2 separate regions of the Pan troglodytes genome follow, and region 2 is linked to region 1. Evidence: chromatin contacts called from public Hi-C data. All regions are on one chromosome and are shown on one strand. The core of a region is the stretch at or near the end of the contact, and the rest is flanking DNA. Distances in the headings are between cores, read along the strand shown.

Region 1 (4,723 bases), core at 1,410-3,909:
TGCTTATTAAATGAATTGGAAATACGGGACAAAAAGCAAGGAGAAAGAGACAGGATAGGTAACAACCCTGGAGACACAGGGCTACCAGGGCGGAAGAGCCACACTCCTCAGCCTTGTCCTCTCCCCTCACTCCCAGCCCCCACTGCCGGCCTTCTCCTTGTTGCTGTGCTTTTGGGAGCCAAAGCACAGGATGATCAAGTGCCTATGGCAAATGCTTCTTGAGCAGAGGGGCCACGGAGGCAGAATGGGTCTCCCCACTAGATGCAGACTTCAGCCTCATTAATACCGGGTACCTGCCGAATATATGAGCTTCCCGAATCTCAGCTCTGAAATAAAACATGACTTGTAAAACAGGAGGCCAGCCTGTGAGCTGTAGTTTGCTGATAAGATCTTTAGAAAGACTGCATGAAGATATTATCCAGCTTGATTACAAAGTTTTTTGGTGGCCCCTTAAGTTTTGTGCCAAGTGGAGCTCCTCAGCGCCTCACTAACCTGGCCCTGAGGGGTGGAGCCACGACTGGGACGCAGACAGCCTGGCCCACTAGTCCAACAGACCCCAAAGCCCCCGACAAAGTAGTTCCTGTGGTTTACTTGGGAGACCTTGGGAGGTGAGTCAAGCATTCCTTCATCTGCCTCTGCCGGCCAACGTGAATACACCTCTATACACAGCAGGCACTGTGTCATCGTTAAGATGTGCAAACAGATGGCGCAGCATTAGGTACCTTACCTCCGTCTGCACAGCTAGCTAGCTTGGGTCTGACCCTAGGACTCTGTTGCCAAAGCCAAACTGTGGTAAACATATGTGGTGTCTTCAGCTGAAACTAGACAAACATAGGCCTAGAATAACGGTTTTACCCTGAAAAGAAACCAAACATACACAGAAAGGGTAAATAAAGGCACAGGCAGGGAGGGGAGAAACAAGAGGCGTGGGAGGGGAGCAACTGGCAGAGGAATGGAGACGGGGTGGGGAAGGGGAGGTAAGAGAGATGGGGGAAGTGAATGGGAGGCCCCTTAGGGATGCCGTTCATAGCAGAGGGCTCCAGAATTGAGCGTGTGTGGTTTTGCATGCGCTCTCCATGACAGCCCTGTGAAGCACACGGAAGAGACTGCAGGCGGGGAGCTGTGAGGCTGGACATGCGGCAACCTGCTTGCCCAAGGATATGCCGGGAGGTGAGCCTGGGTCTCTCAGGCCACGCCTGCGGCACATCTGATTTCTCCATGAATGCTGAAGTCCTTTGAGGGCTGAGAATAGATTCTGATAAGATTAACAGCAAGAACTTGCTATCTTCCAGGCCTTGAGGTGAGGCAACTATCCCCAAATCTCACACACCATAAGCGACAGAGCCCTGGAGAGCCCAGGCAGACCAGCTCTGCTTGGCCACGCTGCCTCATCCGCCTCTGGACCAGGGCTTTCTTGTACCAGATTGAGAACTGGGACTGTCTACACCACACAGCTCACTGTCTACATGAACGTGACTTCACTGGCGTGTTTGTCCTCGTCAACATGAGTTTACTATTCCAGAAAACTCTTGCCACAGAGCTGTAGATAACTTTATCTTTTCAGCGTCTTCTGGAAAGACCCATCAGCTTTTCAATACAAAACATCAAACCCTCTCAAGTCTCTTTTAACCCTGCCTCAGAATCACCGGTTTGCTGTGTCATCCCGAAATCCTCACCTATTACAACATGGTCCTCACCCAAGCCTAATCAAGGCCCCATTCAATGGGAAAACCCACCTGGAATCAGACTTCAGCATCTCAATAAAAATGCCAGCTTTGTCCTCCTGCCTCTGCCTCATCTTCCTTAGAGTCAGAATCTACAGGGCTTTGTGTGTTTATCAACAGATTGTTTCGGTGACACCTTGGGGAGTTAGCATTTGATAACACAGAAAGAAAAGAGAAAAGGGAAATTAAAAAAAAATTGGGGGTCAGGCACTGTGGCTCACGCCTGTAATCCTAGCACTTTGGGAGGCCGAGGCGGGTGGATTGCCTGAGGTCAGGAGTTCCAGACCAGTGCGGCCTACATGGTGAAACCCCGTCTCTACTAAACATACAAAAAAATTAGCCAGGTGTGGTGGTGTGCGCCTGTAGTCCCAGCTACTCGGGAGGCTGAGGCAGGGGAATTGCTTGAACCAGGGAGGTGGAGGTTGCAGTGAGCCGAGATCACGCCACTGCAATCCAGCCTGGGAGACAGAGCGAGACTGTATCAAAAAAAAAAAAGAAAAAAAAAAAAAGAAGAAGGACTGTGGGGACATTTCACAAGGGACAAGTGATTATGCCATCTCCCAGTAGTGAAATTCCACCATTTGGGCATGGTGCCCAGATGACACCTGGGACTTTTTTGCAGTTTAGCAGAAGTGGCGGCTGGCCCTGGAATCCAGGGCTGCATTTGCCACCCTTGGGCTCCTTGCATGGGAAGTTGCCGATTCCTAGGAAAGCTATAGTTTCCCTCCTGTGCCCCGAAGGGAATGTTGCATCTGCTGCAATTTGCCTTTGACAGGAAAACACTCCCTCCTTCAGCACCCCACACCCACACCCTCTCCCTTGTCTTCCAACAGTGCCTGGGCAAGGAAGCCTGGGCTCTGCAGCTGGGGCCTGTGCTGCTCTCGGTGTCCTTGGCCTCTAAGCCACAGTGACTGTCACCCTGGTCATTGATCACTGCTGCCATCTGCTGCCACCACCCTCTTAGGTCAGCTGGCCCAGTGTCTCCCTGCTGGCCTGGCCCCACCTCCCTCTCCAAAGAGCGGAAGCCAACTGTGACTCCATGCGCTCCCCAGCCGGGGCAGTTGCTCTGCTGTGTCGGCCTATGGGGCCCAGGTTTTTCCCTCATAGCAACCACTGTCCCCCTCAGCTCATCCTCCCGCATGTGAGTGGCCTTCTGGACCCTCCATGTGGCCCACGCCAGGATTAGGGACCCGCCGGGCATCCCAGGAGCTGAGGGAGAACTGGGCAGCTGAAGATGTGTCCTTCCATGCCCAGTGATGCTACGGATTGCACACTAACAGGAACCTCATGTTGGATCAAGAATGCTAAGAGGTTTTCTGCCCAGAATCCCAATGGGAAGCAGGACAAGGGAGCTTCTGCCCTCAGCGCCCATCAGCCTGTTCATAGTCAGGCCACAACCCGGTGGCCAGGAGGGACAGTCAGGCCTGTCTCAGTCTGCTGCAGGTGTCATAGCAAAGAATCATGGGCTAGGAGGCTGAAGCAACAGAAACTTATTTCCTCTCAGTTCTGGAGGCTAAAGTCCAAGACCAAGGTGTTGGCAGGGTTGGGTTCTGGTGAGGTCTCTCCTTGGCTTGGATGGCTGTCTTTTCCCTGTGTCCTCAATGGTCTTCCCTCTGTGTGGGTCTCTATGTCCAAATTTCCTCTTCTTACGACATCAGTCAGATTGGATCAGGGCCCACCCTAATGACTTCATTTTACCTCGATCCCCTCTTGAAAGAGCCCCCTGCAAACACAGCCATATTCTGAAGCACTGGGGTTTGGACTGCAGCAGATGAGTTGGGGAACACAGTTCAGCCCTTAAGAGACCCCTTCTCTACCGTCTCCCCCGAGCTCCAGCCTGTTCCCTGCACGAGCCAGTAGCTCCCATTGTCCCTCCTTTCTCTTTCTAGATGGAAGTTTTCTTAACATTTCTCTTTTTCTTTTTTCTTTTCTTTGAGCTAACATCTCATTCTGTCACCCAGGCTGGAGTGCAATGGTGCCATCATGGCTCACTGCAGCCTCAACCTCCCAGGCTCAAGCAATCCTCCCGCCTCAGCCTCCCAAGTAGCTGTGACTACAGGCTTGTGCCAGGTTCCTTTTTGTACTTTTGGTAGAGAGGGGTTTCACCATGTTGCCCAGGCTGGTCTCAAATGCCTAGGCTCAAGCCATCCGCCTGCCTTGGTCTTCCAAAATGCTGGGATTACAGGTGTGAACCACCATGCCCGGTCACATTTCTCTTTCTTTCTTTCTTTTTTTTTTTTTTTGAGACAGAGTTTTGCTCTTGTTGCCCAGGCTGGAGTGCAATGGCGTGATCTCGGCTCACCGCAATCTCCACCTCCTGGGTTCAAGCGATTCTCCTGCCTCAGCCTCCCCAATAGCTGGGATTACAGGCATGTGCCACCACACCCAGCTAATTTTGTATTTTTAGTAGAGACTTGGTTTCTCCATGTTGGTCAGGCTGGTCTTGAATTCCCAACCTCAGGTGATCCGCCTGCCTCAGCATCCCAAAGTGCTGGGATTACAGGCGTGAGCCACCGCGCCCGGCCCACATTTCTCTTTCTGATCTACCTTCCCCACTTCCAAAATGGTCTAGTGACTGCTATGGGACGTGACTTCCAGGGGAAAGAAGTGAGAAATCCATTAGTTAAACGTTTTCGACGAATCATCCTCCTTACCTTCAAGTGAGACTGAGGATACCCACAGATAGGCCTGGAAACTGAGTTGAGGAAAAAGGAGGTTGATAAAAAATGGAGCGTGCAGGAGCAAACACGGGGACCCTGAGAGCAGATGTGCTCCAAGAAGATTCTAGAATTGGGGGAAGACATCCAAATGCGCTGAGATTCTGCAGTTACAAAACGGGTTTATCAAGCCAACAAAAATTCATCTGTCAGTATTCATATAACCTCCTGGTGAGGGCTGGTGAGGGCTGGGTATAACCAGGATTTTTTGAATTGGATTGAAAAAGAGAAAAAAGTAAAAAGTAGGCCTTGTTGATTGACAACATTTTCATGGCCGTTTAT
Region 2 (4,723 bases), core at 984-3,483, 130 kb before region 1:
ATGACAGACAAGGAAATTCACATTAAAGGCAGTGAAAGGGGAATATATTCATAAACATTTTGGTTGATCAATATCACCAACATGTAGGACACTGTTTGAAAGCACAGAAGAAAAATGTACTCTTTGTTAGAGACCACAAGGCAAATTACTATAAACTTTTGTTAATCACACAATAGATATTTACTTCGTTTAAGTAATTTAGGGGATGAGGAGTTTGACCCATGTCTGCAATCTCCACATTTTCATTTCAGCATCCTCCTCATAGGACAACAAAGAATATGTCTGATTTGCTAGTTAGAGAAAGGACTAAAGGTGTTTCTTCTGATTAGATGTCCTTCAATATAAAATTAAGATTTTCTTTCTGATGGGTATATGACAGCAATATATTGTTCAGAACCCAACTTTGCACCATAAAATTGGAGAAGTGATATCAAGAGAAAAAAAATCATTGAACTCTGTTGATAAAATCATATAAATACAGCACATGTTCTAGGATTATAATTTGATGAAAAAATAATTTTCAAAAATAAATACTCCTTAAAAATATACAAAACAAGTTTTAAAATGAAAATATCATCAAATTAAATAGAAGCGTACCAAGCTACAAGACTACACTAGCATGCCTGTATGCCATTACTTTAAAACAAAACAAAACAAAGAACCCGGGAAGGTAAGCAGGGAGCTATAATAATTGAGATGCATTCTCGGGAATAAATTTTCGTATCAATCAGAATCTGGAGAGATGCAGCATAACTGGGGATGGGGAATGGGAACACATCATTGCAAGGAAGGCCCAAGCTTACAAACCAACCTCCACATTGCAGAATCACCAGTTTGCATTTTCTTGAAATATAACAAAAGCAGAAAGTATTCCATCTGTTCCTAAATGTGAGCTTCAGATGAGCACAGCCTGCCATGGTACTCAAAGTGAGGGAGCAGCACAGCAGTCCCATTGCTGGAACCTTCCCTGGGTTGTTTCTTGTATGCCAGGCCCTCCACTAAGCCATGGAGGCTCTAAGCTGAGCCTATGGCAAACTAAACAAAGCGGGAATGTGAGGAACACTTCATAAACAAGTGATCCAGGGACCCAGAAAGTTTATCTCAGAGAGGGGGATGAGACTTCACCAAACACACTGCTCAGGAACCAGACCAGAAGAGCAGAAGTTCTTATTTGAATAATACAACATAAAGTTTAACAAGGCTAGAAAACCTTCTTTGTATCATCAGATCCAAGTACAGGCTATGAAATGCTGTCCAACACTCAGGTGCCCTATGAGACTACCTAAAATGCAAGCAGCGCAAGTTCCTTCTCAGTGTTCCCTGAGATCTTCATCTGAGACATCGCTACCTGCAGGGTCACACGCACCTTATTTCCAAGGTAGGCCTCGGGGGCTGCCCAGTAGTACTTGGGAGCCAGTCTCTGCATGACCGCGGTGTTGTTGATGCTGACCTGATGGCGCCCGCCTAGTGCATCTTGCTGAGACGGGATCTTCCTGGGACTGATCAAGTCGGTGACCAGCCACCCGGACATACTGTTTACCTTAAAAACAAATTCAAGAATTTTGAAGTATGAAATAGAACTTACCTTAGATTTCACCCAGTGCAGCACTAATATTTTCACAATGAAGAAATGGGCCAGAAAGCTTCTCTAGGGACGGCATTAACATAACACCTGTGGCTGCTGAACCTCATGACCCTTGACCCTTCCACTTGTAAAGGACCAGGAGGACCTGAGAACAAGTCTCACTACTCCAAATCCAGATCCAGTGTAAGCAAATAAATGAGCAAAACCATAAAGGCCATGGGTATAGATTTTAGATTTAAAACAGCAAAGAACATCATAAACGCATTCAGCAAAATGTCTCTTGCTAACTCTGACTCCCTCTTCTTCGTTGCCCCCTGCTTTTTACCCAAATGCTGAAAAATGTACAAAGATAACCTCTAGATCTTATACTCCCAATGTGTCACCGACATAGAGGTGATGGTACTCCCCACAGCATGGTGGCCACAGCAGTCACTGCTGGGTAAGTCCCTACCGAGCAGCTCCTCCCTTGCCTGCAGCCATCACACCATCTCCACCTCTCCTAGCCACCACTGGACACCCCTGTTGAACCCATCACCCCAGAACTCCCTGTTCCGGAAACAACTTGGCCTGCATTCCTAAACCCTACACCACGTGCCGCTGTTCCCACCCTTGCCACTGGAGGGCCTCCTACTCCTTAGCCTCTTTGAGCTGGAAAATCCCCATGGCCCCACGGCCCTCTGGGCTCCCAGGCCTGAGAGCAGCAGGGGCGGGCGGAGGGAGAGCCGACCTCCCCACCCAATCCATTTCCCCACAGAAGAAATTGAAACAAGACGTGTTCTCTAGTGCCACATCATCCTGTTTTTTCTATATAGAAATGTGTGTGGGAGTAAACACATGACCTATAAAGAACCTTGAGAGGCAGACGGCTGCCTTTGACCCACGTCAGTATCATTGCATAGCGATGAGAGTGGTGTCACAGGGGAAGTCATCCTCATTTCCTCCTCACACAGCTCGTGCCAAGCTTGTGCAATACGACCTGCTCATTAAATCCCGCCTCGCAGATGGCGCCTCCCACCTGACCAACAGGCCAAGAGAGGCTGCTGCAGACATCAGAAACGCCAAAGCAGAAGCACTCGGAGCAGCCCCGGGGGTTTTTTTCCTTCAAGTTATAGAATCCTGGCTTGCAGCGATCACAGGCCTTCCCCTCAACGTTTTCCTGTAAGTTAGGGTAAAAGATTAGCTTTTGAAACCAATGTGTCTGTCCAGAGAGAATAAAATGACATTAACAAGATAGGTGTTCGGTGATCCACAGAGACAGGTGAATAAACGTCCAAAGTAAAGGTGAGGCCTCATAAAGTCAATATTTCCAGAATAGAGATTTTGAATTATATATAATTTGATTTTGTACTCAAGAACAAGGCTGGAGATCTTAGAACTTGGTCATTCCATTTAAATTGTTTTGTTTTGTTTTAAATCTTTCATTTTTTACTGATCTTGCCAGCATTTCAAAATCTGAAGAGAGCTATAGAATTTTCTCGTATTCATAAATGCTCAAGATTATTTCCAGTAGTATATAACATGTGCCTAAGACTGCACAGGTGGGAATAAGCACATAGGTACAATGGAATGTCCTATGAATTATGAAGAAATTGTTATTAATACTGTAAGGCCAAATAAAACCCCTCACTGGCACCATATTAATGCATTTCTTATGACTATTCAACTCCTTTTTAAGAGACACTCAAAATAGCATATCTGCGTTTAATTGGTGTTCTCAGAAATTTAATGTTAATCTGGTTCTCTTCCGAATACAAAGCTGGAAAAGAATACCATAGAATTAAGCTAGGGGTCAACAGCATCTCTTTTGCAACTACTCAACTCAGCCTTTATTGGTTGAACATAGTCATAGAAAATACATAAGCAAATGGATACAGCTCTGTTCCAATAAAACTTTATTCACAAAACAGGCAGTGTGTCAGATTTGGCCCACGAGCCATAGTTTACCAAGTCCTGGTTTAAAGAAAGAAAACAGAGATGAGGCCCACAGAGGAGGTGGGAATATAAAGGTATGCAGTGTTTGGTGTCCTCTAAGAAGTCACAGAAATGCCTCTGGAATATATCACCATTACCAGAGGTACAAAAAAAGCAAGCCAGATGCCCATGTGAGTCCAAGCATATATAATACAGCCAACTCGGTGTGGCTTGGAGAGAAGGGGCAAGGGGAGTTCTGCTTAAACCTTACCACTTTGCTCAAGAACTGATCATTGGAGCCAATGGAAAACACTCCTTTTCCAGAGAAGCTCAAAGGAAGCTCAGGGGTGTCTCTGACCTCCCCACTTACCTTACAAACACAGGGCCCTGTGCAGGGCTCATCACTGGCACTGCCCACTGGGTTGCACCCACAGGAGACACAGGTCGGGTAATCCTTATAGCCAAGTTGGCAGCGATCACATTTTTCTCCTGTATAACCTTCCTTACATGGGCACTGACCTGGCCGCTTCCCTAGAAAGACAACAATGGCAATGACCCAACATGAAGGCAACAGAGGTTTAAAGCAGGGGTTGGCAAACGTTTTCTGTAAAGGGTCAGAGGGTGTCTATTTTAGGCTTTTTGGCCTCAGAGTCTCATTTGCAGCTGCTCGGCTCAGCCGTTATTGTTTGAACACAGCCATAGAGAATACACAGGCAAATGGCTATATCTCCGTTCCAATAAAACTTTATTCATAAGAACAGACAGTGTGCTGGATTTGGCCCATGGGCCATAGTTTGCCAATTCCTTGTTTAAAGAAAGAAAACAGAGATGAAACCCATGGAGGGAGCTGGGAATATAAAATGGTAGAGTGACTTTGGAAAACCTTTTGACACTTCTTCAAAATGTTAAGTATAGAGTTGCCATAAGATCCAGCAACTGCACTCCTAAGTAAACACCCAATAAAATAATGAAAACATACACCCACAAAAGTCCCTAGTAGCATTGTTCATAATGGCCCCAAAGTAGAAACAATTCAAATGTTCATCAACTGATGAATGGATATATGAAACATGGTATGTCCATACTATGAAATATTATTTGGTAATAAAAAGGGTTGAAATACTGATACGTGGTACAACACGGATGACCTTGAAAACATTATACTAAATGAAAGAAGCCAGTCACCAAAAACCAACATATTTGGTTCCATTTCTATGTAATATTCAG

The links. Hi-C and Micro-C count contacts between places; a contact is called where the count stands out from the background.
Region 2: a Hi-C map of induced pluripotent stem cells shows a contact between it and region 1, with 3 times the contacts expected there. The contact joins two enhancer-like sites. A contact is called at or near these places in 3 of 7 Hi-C or Micro-C datasets (induced pluripotent stem cells and stem cell-derived neural progenitor cells).

Annotation. Positions count from the first base shown.
Region 1 is chr17:23,718,552-23,723,274 of NHGRI_mPanTro3-v2.0_pri, reverse strand. No RefSeq gene overlaps it. Among named protein-coding and RNA genes, the nearest start is that of LAMA1, 55 kb to the left of the region's middle. Within about 2 kb of position 2,659, at least 2 of the 24 cell types and tissues checked have an H3K27ac peak or open chromatin away from gene starts, as enhancers often do. A contact at or near this core is called in induced pluripotent stem cells, where this site is marked.
Region 2 is chr17:23,851,626-23,856,348 of NHGRI_mPanTro3-v2.0_pri, reverse strand. LAMA1 (laminin subunit alpha 1) reads right to left here. Exons shown (of 63, transcript XR_010152023.1): 10 at 3,867-4,027; 11 at 2,601-2,741; 12 at 1,367-1,540. Among named protein-coding and RNA genes, the nearest start is that of LAMA1, 78 kb to the right of the region's middle. Within about 2 kb of position 2,233, at least 3 of the 24 cell types and tissues checked have an H3K27ac peak or open chromatin away from gene starts, as enhancers often do. A contact at or near this core is called in induced pluripotent stem cells, where this site is marked.